Linked DNA regions of Sus scrofa: all the other regions are linked to region 1. Evidence: chromatin contacts called from public targeted proximity ligation data. All regions are on one chromosome and are shown on one strand. The core of a region is the stretch at or near the end of the contact, and the rest is flanking DNA. Distances in the headings are between cores, read along the strand shown.

The links.
Region 2: a contact with region 1 is called in a targeted proximity ligation map of alveolar macrophages. A contact is called at or near these places in 2 of 2 datasets of targeted methods (alveolar macrophages and skeletal muscle).
Region 3: a targeted proximity ligation map of alveolar macrophages shows a contact between it and region 1. A contact is called at or near these places in 2 of 47 Hi-C or Micro-C datasets (embryonic fibroblasts and epiblast stem cells) and 1 of 2 datasets of targeted methods (alveolar macrophages).

The regions. Positions count from the first base shown.
Region 1 is chr3:52,546,309-52,549,385 of Sscrofa11.1, reverse strand. MAP4K4 (mitogen-activated protein kinase kinase kinase kinase 4) reads left to right here. Exons shown (of 29, transcript XM_021087163.1): 4 at 2,116-2,241. Among named protein-coding and RNA genes, the nearest start is that of MAP4K4, 100 kb to the left of the region's middle.
Region 2 is chr3:52,702,998-52,706,074 of Sscrofa11.1, reverse strand. No RefSeq gene overlaps it. Among named protein-coding and RNA genes, the nearest start is that of MAP4K4, 55 kb to the right of the region's middle.
Region 3 is chr3:52,686,471-52,689,547 of Sscrofa11.1, reverse strand. The region is part of intron 1 of LOC102161008 (a long non-coding RNA gene); the gene reads left to right. Among named protein-coding and RNA genes, the nearest start is that of MAP4K4, 39 kb to the right of the region's middle.

The sequences.
Region 1 (3,077 bases), core at 151-2,650:
CCAAGGTGGGCCCTTGTAATTAGACAGTGAGTGGTCCCAGGCGCCTTTTTACTTTCTACACTGTGCAGTAGCTGTCTATTTTAAAATCAGAGAAGCAAGAGAAGGGATGTTTCCAAGTGCACATATAATGCTTCTCCTAAAATAGCGATTGGATAGGATGCTGTGCTTTCCCTCAGTATCTGTAGTTCACTTCTGTCTGCTTCCAGGGTTTGACTGCTTAAGACCCCAGAAAACTCTGGCAAGTCCTGTTGATCTGATTCCTATAGTTGTGGAAAATATTTGGATGTTTCAGTCATATTAGAAAAGCTTGCTGAACATGATTGTATTAAAGCTGTTCTTACGTCTTAGTTCATTGATGCTAACACGCAGCCCAGGTTCGAAGATGTTGCAGTGTGTGTCCGTGGTCGATAGTAACAGTTTCATTAGTGAAGTGACTGGGTGTCTGTCCAGCAGCATCTCAGATTCGGGGAGATGCACCCAGCCGCGATGATCTGCCAGTGGTATCACCAGTGTGTGTGTTAAGTGCTTTTCACACCAGCAGGTGTGAATGCAAACCTATAAGAATTTTCAATGTGTATGTGAGGATTTAACTCGTGGGCTCTGAAAACATCAGGTGCCTGTGGAGTGGAAGCTCTTGGTTGTTCTTTCTGATGTTTTTTTGAGGGGGGGGCACTGTGCCCGCAGCATGTGGAAGTTCCTAGGCCAGGGATCGAACCCGTGCTACAGCAGCAGCCTGAGCTGCTAAAGTGATTATGCTGGATCCTTAACCCGCTGCACCACCAAGGAACTTCTGCTTGTTCTTAAATAGAGTGATGAATAGTTAGATCTTGAAAGATACTGGTTTATGTCACTAGGAGAAAAAAATATGTCAAGACCCTTAATTATTGCTCAGGAAGCTTCTCGTGGGAGAACTGTAGGGAGCATTTGCTTTCTGTCAAGAAGGGCAACCTAGGGCAGAACATCTCCGGATACTGTGGCCAGCAGGGTCGGAGGGAGGGAGGGGGGTTAGGGACAGAGCCATCAAGGCTGAGCTGCGGGGAAGGGAGGGGCTGCTCTTAAGAGAAACAAAATTAAAATCTGTCGTGTTTTGATTTTTTTCCCTATTCTCATTCAGTATTGATCTTTTGTTTTTGTGTAATCTTTGTATCTCAGATCCTTATAGGTTTACTGGTTTGGGGTAAAGCGGAAAAAAAAATCAGACCTTTAGCTCATTTTCTAATCTGGAGCCCAGGTTCCGGGAGTGAGGGAGTGGCATGGCCTGTCTTTGCAGCAGGAGCGAGGCTGTGGTCACACCTGTGGTCACGCTGTGGTCACACCACACGGTCATTTCTGTTAGGAGCCGGCAGAGCAGTCTCTCCTCAAGCCCCACTGGGGTGTCCTGCCCAGGAGCCCAGAGACTGTCGGGGGTGAGCAGTTCCACAGGCCTTTGTGGCAAGTTGTGGTCCCTCCCAGCCGGGCGTGCACGTGTGAGCTCACGCTAAAGCTGTGGGTGGGTGGGCTTCCTGTTCCTAGTTCTGCTTGGGGCTCGATGCCTTGTGCCTGACACGAGTGTAAGTTGTCTTTTTCTGCTTTATAGCATCAGGTCCCTTTGAAGAAGGGTCCCAAGTAGAGGTGTGTGATTCTCGGGCTTTGTTTAGAATTAAGATAGTTACCCTAGTCGTCCAGCCTCTCATTTTTCATTACCACCGTAAAAGTGGCCATGTATCAACCACAGATTGAAACGAAACGCATTTGGTGTGATGTTCATGCATGTGGTGTTTGATTGAGGATTATGACACAGACTATTGCTAGAACTTGGCCATGTGACTCTGCTCTGTCTTTGTGGAGTCACATGACAGCCCTGCCAGTCACCACTGTGCTGTTATATTCTAGTACTCCGGTCTCCAGGCCAAGCTGGAAGCCACTGCCGTGAGAATCACTGGTGTAAGATGATTGATGTGTATGTGGTTTCTAAGGTGGTTACGTCCAACTGAAAGTTCTGTTTTAAAAAAAGACATTTTCTTTTTTCATTCAAGCTCATTGTTAATATCTGGGAACCTCTGATTGCCTGCGGAGAAAATAAAATCATGCATGTCATTAAAAAAACCACATGTTTTATTTGTGTTTTTTCTGAAGGATGAAGAGGAAGAAATCAAACTGGAGATAAATATGCTGAAGAAATATTCTCATCATAGAAATATTGCAACATATTACGGTGCTTTTATTAAAAAGAGCCCCCCTGGACATGATGACCAGCTCTGGGTAGGCAGATGTTTCCTCACATCTCGTGGAGTGGATTTCCTCTTCGATTGTATTAAAAGGGTATTAAGGACCTTCAGGGGGCGGGGAGGAGCAAAGAAAAAGGGATAAAATATGGTATCTTCCTTGGCCTTAGGGTAGAAGGTGTCCTGAATATTTATTTTGAAGTTGATTTCACATTGCATGGAAGAGGTAACTTTGTGTTTCAGGAATCAAATGGCACGTTAAAAAAGTAACGAAGTAGCAAGTAAATTAAGAGCTTGAAAATAAAAGCCATATAATAAAAACTTTATGGAAATTAATCAGTATGGAATCTCAACTAAATGCATCTTTACTACATGGGAATAGGAGACAAATTGCAAGAAAATAATAATAAATTCAGTAATTTATTAATAACATTAATGATAATAGTTACTTCAGAACAGTGAATTTCCAGGAAATTTATAAAATTGACACAGTCAAAACCTTATCTCCTATTGGACATGTTTATATTCAAGATGGTGACACTGAGATAGTGTCAGATCTGTCGTTATCCCATTAGTTATGGCAGAGGTACTGGACTTAAAGAGCAGGTAGATTAATGCTCCCTCTAATTTCTACAAAAGCTATTAGAGGAGTTCCTGCTGTGACACAGTGGGTTAAAAATCCGACTGCAGTGGCTCAGGCGGCTGAGGAGGCTTGGGTTCGATCCCTGGCCTGGTGTGGTGGGCTAAAGGATCTAGCATTGCCACAGCTGCGGTATAATTGCTGCAGCTTGGATTCAGTTCCTGGCCTGGGAACATCCATATGCCCTGGGTGTTAACCATCAAAAAAAAAAAGCTATTAGAGAAAATTTGCAA
Region 2 (3,077 bases), core at 290-2,789, 160 kb before region 1:
CGGCATATGGAAGTTCCCAGGATAGGGGTCAAATCGGAGCTGCACCTCCCGGCCTACTCCACAGTCACAGCCACAAGGCCAGATCTGAGCCGCGTCTGCAAACCACACTATAGCTCACAGCAACGCTGGATACTTAACCCACTGAGCGAGGCCAGGGATCAAAGCTGTGTCCTCAGGGATACTAGTCAGTTTTGTTACTGCTGAGCCACAACAGGAACACCTGCATATTGAATGATTTAAATATGTTTTTGACAAACATGTGACACCCTGCAGATCTGCAAGCTAAATATGTTGTAAAGAAAAATTATTTTTGTAGGCTCTGAGTACATCTATCATTCTCTGATTCCTTAAATCCCCAGGTTATAAGTCTGGTTGTTTTTCTGTTTTTTGTTTTTAACTGTTACAGCTTACAGCCTTTTATCTGTGTGCATTAAGAATTTTTTATTACAGTATGACCAAAGCAAACGGCAGAAATAAACTAGACCCCGAGGCTGGCATCAGATTGCAGTGGTTCCCCATAACCACGGTTTCTATTTTTCCCCATTTATTAAAGCAGCATGTCATTCTCACTGGCTGGTTTCACAATGTGCAAGTGCCACAGGTCTCAAGTTAGAATGGAAATGTAGCCCCATAAAAGGTACCATTAGCCCCTTGATATTTGAGGAATTTCTCTAAGACGTTGTTTGAAAGGTGGGCTTAGCCATTTCTTTAAACTTTGGAAACCACGGGGCCAGGGGAAGCAGGGGAAGCAGGGTGCCCGGGGCTGAGGCTGCCCAGACATTCAACATTCAGTTCCCAAGAAAATGAGGCAACTGCCTGGAGGCTGGGAGGGGAGGGCAATGGAAGAGCTGCGGGAACTAGGAAGCACTGGTCAGGGTTCCACCAAGGAATGGGGAAGCAGGGAGAGCTGCTCTGCATCCCTGTAGGGGCCCCCCTCCCACCTCCTCTAGCACCCCTAAGCTCAAGGTCTGTAGGTCACTGCCTGCCTCATAGCAGCGTCTGCCCTGCTGGAGGGGAAGTGATGGAGGAAGAGGTACTCCCAGCCCACAAGCTGCCGGCTGGGAGGACAGTCCCACCCCTCCACGTCTGCAGGGGGAGTTCCCAAGGGATGGGGGTGAGGCGATGCGGAGTCTCAGGCTCTTCACAGGAACAGGTGGAGCTGAATGGGGGAGGGGGGGCACCAGACCTTGGCGGCAGCACAAAGATCCCTTCCTGCTCCTTCTGGATGTCATGCCGGGCCGGTGCTGTGGGTCAGCTGTCCACCCGGGCTTGGTGCCCTTCACCCGGGGTCCCAGGGAGTTTCCTTCTTCCTCCTTTAACAAATGGAGACTTGGACCTTTCTCTGGGGTTTCCACAGCTGTGCTTGCCCCTAAATACTACTCTTGGTTCCAGGTTCCCCCCATCCTATCTCGTTCCTGCCCTTCAAACTGAAACTTCTTGAAAATAAGGATTCTCTGGCCCTAACCATCAGCTCGCATCCCCACGCCCTGGTCTTCCCCTGCTGCAGCAGTGACATCATTCTCAAAGGTCACCAGTGACTTCCTGGTGTTAAGCCCAGCAGCTTTCTGAAATCCCGCATCCTCACAGACAACGGCAGCCACCCCCCCTGCTGGAGACGCTCCATGCTTTTGGGACTTGACCTCCTGCTTCCACCTCCACCTCTCTGACCACTTCTGGCCAGTGGCCAAGGACTTTTCTACCTCTCATTCTTGAGAAAGACAGCTGTGTATGATAGGGCTGCTGGACCAGGGACCACAGGGTATAGGTGTAGGGGGTTAAACAACAGAAGTTTATTCTCAGTCTTGGAAGCTGGAAGTCTGAGGTCACTATGCCAGCAGGTGGGTTACTCCAGAGGCCTCCTTCCTTGGCGTGTAGACGGCCGTCTTCTCCTTGTGTCTTCACATGGTCCTTACCATGTGTGACTGTCTCCTAGTCTCCACTTCTTCCTTTTTTTTTTTAGAGCTAAATCCATGGCATATGGAAGTTCCCAGGCTAGGGGTTGAATCGGAGCTACAGCTGCCCACCTACCCCACAGCCACAGCAATGTGGGATCTGAACCATGTCTGCAACCTATGCCACAGCTCATGGCAATGCTGGATCCTTAGCCCACTGAGTGAGGCCAGGAATCAAACCTGCATCCTCATGGTTACAAGTCAGATTTGTTTCCGCCGAGCCCCAATGGGAACTCCCAACAGAGCATTTTTTTAAATTGAAGTATAGTTGATATATATATTCTTTTTCAGATTCTTTTCCATCATAGATTATTATAGGATATTAAACATAATTTCCTGTGCTATATAGTAGGACCTTGTGGCTTACCTATTTGCTATATAATCGTGTGTATCTGCTCATCCCAAACTCCTAATTTATCCCTCCCCACTCTTTCCCCTTTGGTAACTCTAAGTTTGTTTTCTACATCTGTGAGTCTGTTTCTATTTTGTAAATAAGTTTGTTTGTACCATTTGTTTAGATTCCACATGTAAGTCATATCATAAGGTATTTGTCTTTTTCTGACTTCATTTAGTATGAGAATCTCCAGGTCTAGCCATGGTGCCGCAAATAACATCGTATCATTCTTTTTTTATAGCTGAGTAGTAGCTGAAACCAAGCCCAGGGCCCTTTAGAGACAGTCAACAGCTCTTAAGCAGACCAGCCCCATCCTCATTACCCCTCCCAGGTCCCCTGCACCCACCCCCCTGTCTGTCCTGGGTTTCCGCCTTGGCCTCCTATGACCCCGCATCTGTCCTCCTTCCCTCCCACCTCCTGCCTGTCACCTCCTTGCATGGCATTTGCACCTGGTATCCTCTGCTCAAAGCCTCTGGCAGGTCCTCCCTTCCTCCCCAACTGGGCACAGCCTCTTCAGGACAGCACTTTAGGCCTCAATTTCCTGGCTGGACTCCTACTCACGCCTCAACTGGACATGAAGCTTGAGGTGAATGTTCTGGATGCTCTCCCCTGACTGTCCTCCAAGTGGCTTGTCCCCCAAGCCTCATCTCTCTGAAACCCTACCCTCTGCATCCGTGGCAGTGGAACCTCTCCAAAGGCCAAGGCCTCCCTCTTCCACGTGTTTCCTTGCC
Region 3 (3,077 bases), core at 163-2,662, 140 kb before region 1:
AGGTATAAATTCAATGATCTTTTTTTTTTTGTCTTTTTAGGGCCACACCCACAGCATATGGAGGTTCCCAGGCTAGGGGTCGAATCAGAGCTATAGCTACCGGCCTACACCACAGCCATAGCAACACAGGATCCAAGCCACATCTATGACCTACACCACAGCTCATGGCAACACCGGATCCTTAACCCACTGAGCAGGGCCAGGGATTGAACCCACATCCTCAAAGGTACTAGTTGGGTTTGTTACAGCGGAGCCACAACAGGAAGTCCTAAATTCAGTGATTCTGATCAAAATAGATATACTTGTATAATCATCATTCCAGTCAAAATATAGAACATTTGTGTTACCCTAGAAAGTTCCTGCCTACCCTTCTCAGTCAATCCCCACTACCCTCCCACCACCAGCAGGCAACCATTGTCCTGATTTTTCTATCCATAGATTAAAATTTAAATGACCAGAATCATATCATCTGTATTATTTTGTCTGACTTCTTTTGTGCTGCACAGTGCTTTTGAGATTAGTTCATGTGGTTGCATGTATTAGCAGTTCATTTCTTTGTATTTCTGAGTATTCCTTTGTATGGATGATTTGCTTTTCATTATTCTTTCTGTTGATGGACATTTAGGTTGTTTTCAGTTTGGGGCTACTGTGAATGATATTGCTATGAGCATGGTTGTTTTCCCCCTATATATTTTTTTTTTTTCGGCCACACCCCCAGCATACAGAAGTTCCCAGGCCAGGGATCAAACCCATGCCACAGAAGTGACCTGAGCCACTGCAGTGACAATGCTGAATCTTTAACCCTCTGAATCACATGGCAATTCCTCCCCTAATATCATTTTAAAATCTGTTTTTTAGATTCTTCTTTTTCTCTCTTTCCCCTCCCCCTACTGGCATATGAAAGTTCTCTGGCCAGGGATTGAATCCTAGCCCCTGAGACCTACACCACAGCAGCAGCAACACCGGGATACTTTAACCCACTGCGCCAGGGCAGGGATCCAACCCAGGCCAACACAGGACTGGAGCCACTGCAGTCAGGTTCTTAACCTGCTACACTACAGCGGGAACTCCTCTCTCCTTTGTCTACTTTCTGAGAGTTCAGATGACATCCTGCCATGGGCACCAAAAAAAGACCTGGAGCTGAAGCCCCTTCCCTGTTAATTACACCCACGAAAGCCTTTATGTGCTGACCTATCTGTATAAAATAAGAAGCATCAATAATTTATATATGCTGTATTATGAGTTTTGATGAATTTGGATAAAATTATTTGCAAGAAATGGAGTTCCCATTGTGGCTCAGTGGTAATGAACCAAACTGGTATCCACGAGGCCTTGCTCAGTGGGTTAAGGATCAGGCATTGCCATGAGCTGTGGTGTAGGTCAAAGACTTGGCTTGGATCCCGCGTTGCTGTGGCTATGGTGTAGGCCGGCAGCTACAGCTGTGATTCAGCCTGGGCACTTCCTCATGCCCATGTGTGCAGCCCTGAAAAGAAAAATATATATATTTGAAAGGAGTTTTGGAAATAATTACAGTTTGCAACCCAAGGAAGTTTTTAGCTGCTCATTCCCCTACCCCATTTAACTGGTCTGCTTCTTCCTGAGCAGTGTTATGGTAATAGTTTCTCTGTCCTCCCTACAGAAGATGTCCCATCTGTGAACCCATGCTGTTAAAGGATGAAGGAGGTTAAAAAAAAAAAAAAAAAAGATGGAAATTACATTCCTCTTTTTTGGTCTTCCATTTGCAACAAGAGTCAGTGAAGGAAGAAACTGGGAGTTCCTGTTTGGCTCAGTGATAACACATCTGACTAGGATCCATGAGGGCGAGGGTTCTATTCCTGGCCTCGCTCAGTGGGTTAAGGATCTGGTGTTGCCATGAGCCATGGTGTAGATTGCAGACAAGGCTTGGATCCCGTGTGGCTGTGGCTGTGGTGTAGGCCAGCAGCTGCAGTTCTGATTTGAGCCCTAGCCTGGGAACCTCCATATACCATGGGTGTGGCCCTAAAAATAATAATAATAATAATAAAAGAAGAAACTAGCAGGTAACAAGAAAACATCCAACCCAGACTGAGTACGCTTTCTATACAAACTTCAGTCTTTCTTCTCCATCCCAACTCAGCCCCCATGGGCTCTATAGATGCTGTAGCCATCCACCTTCCTGATGTGACCATCATCCCACCCCTCCATCACTCACATCCAGAGCGACTTTTCCTGCCACTTTGAAGGAGAGTCATGTTTACAGACCTCTCTCATTACCAGAAACTCTGATCCCTCTAGAGGGATATCCAGTTAAAGATGGTAGATTGAGTCTTGTTTGGCCTCCACACCCTCCAGAACTTTCACTAGAATAGTAGACATGAAAGTCAAAAGAGAAGGAAACCCACAGGGATACAGATCAAGAGAGGAAATGCCAGCCACAGAATTTTGGAGCCTGGAAATTGTATGTGCTTGTGCTAACAGACATAGCACCCTTGAGAAAGCTGAAAACTAACCTGACAGAGGAAGAAACTCAGAGGCTGAGTTTTGCAGGAGGAGGAAGGACTCGAGAAAAAAAGTGGGAAAACAAGTGAGACTGAAAAACAGGGATATATGGTTAAAGGTCATAAGAACCAGTTATTATTTGTAGCAACCTGGGTAGAACTAGAAGCTCTTATACTCAGTGAAGTAAGTCAGAAAGAGAAAGATAAATACCATATGATATCACTTATATATGGAATCTAATAATAGGGCACAAATGAACCTTTCCACAGAAAAGAAAATCATGGAGAACAGACTTGTGGTTGCCAAGGGGGAGGGGGAGGGAGTGGGATGGACTGGGAATCAGGGTTAATAGATGTAAACTATTGCCTTTGGAGTGGATAAGCAATGAGATCCTGCTATATAGCACTGGGAACTATAACTGGTCACTTATAATGGAGCATGATAATGTGATAAAAAAGAATGCATGCATGCATGTGTAACTGGGTCATCTTGCTGTACAGTAAAAAAAAAAAATGACAGAACACTGTAAACCAGCTGTAATAGAAAAAATAAAAATCATTATTAAAAAAAAGAACCAGTTATACTTGAATTTGCCCATC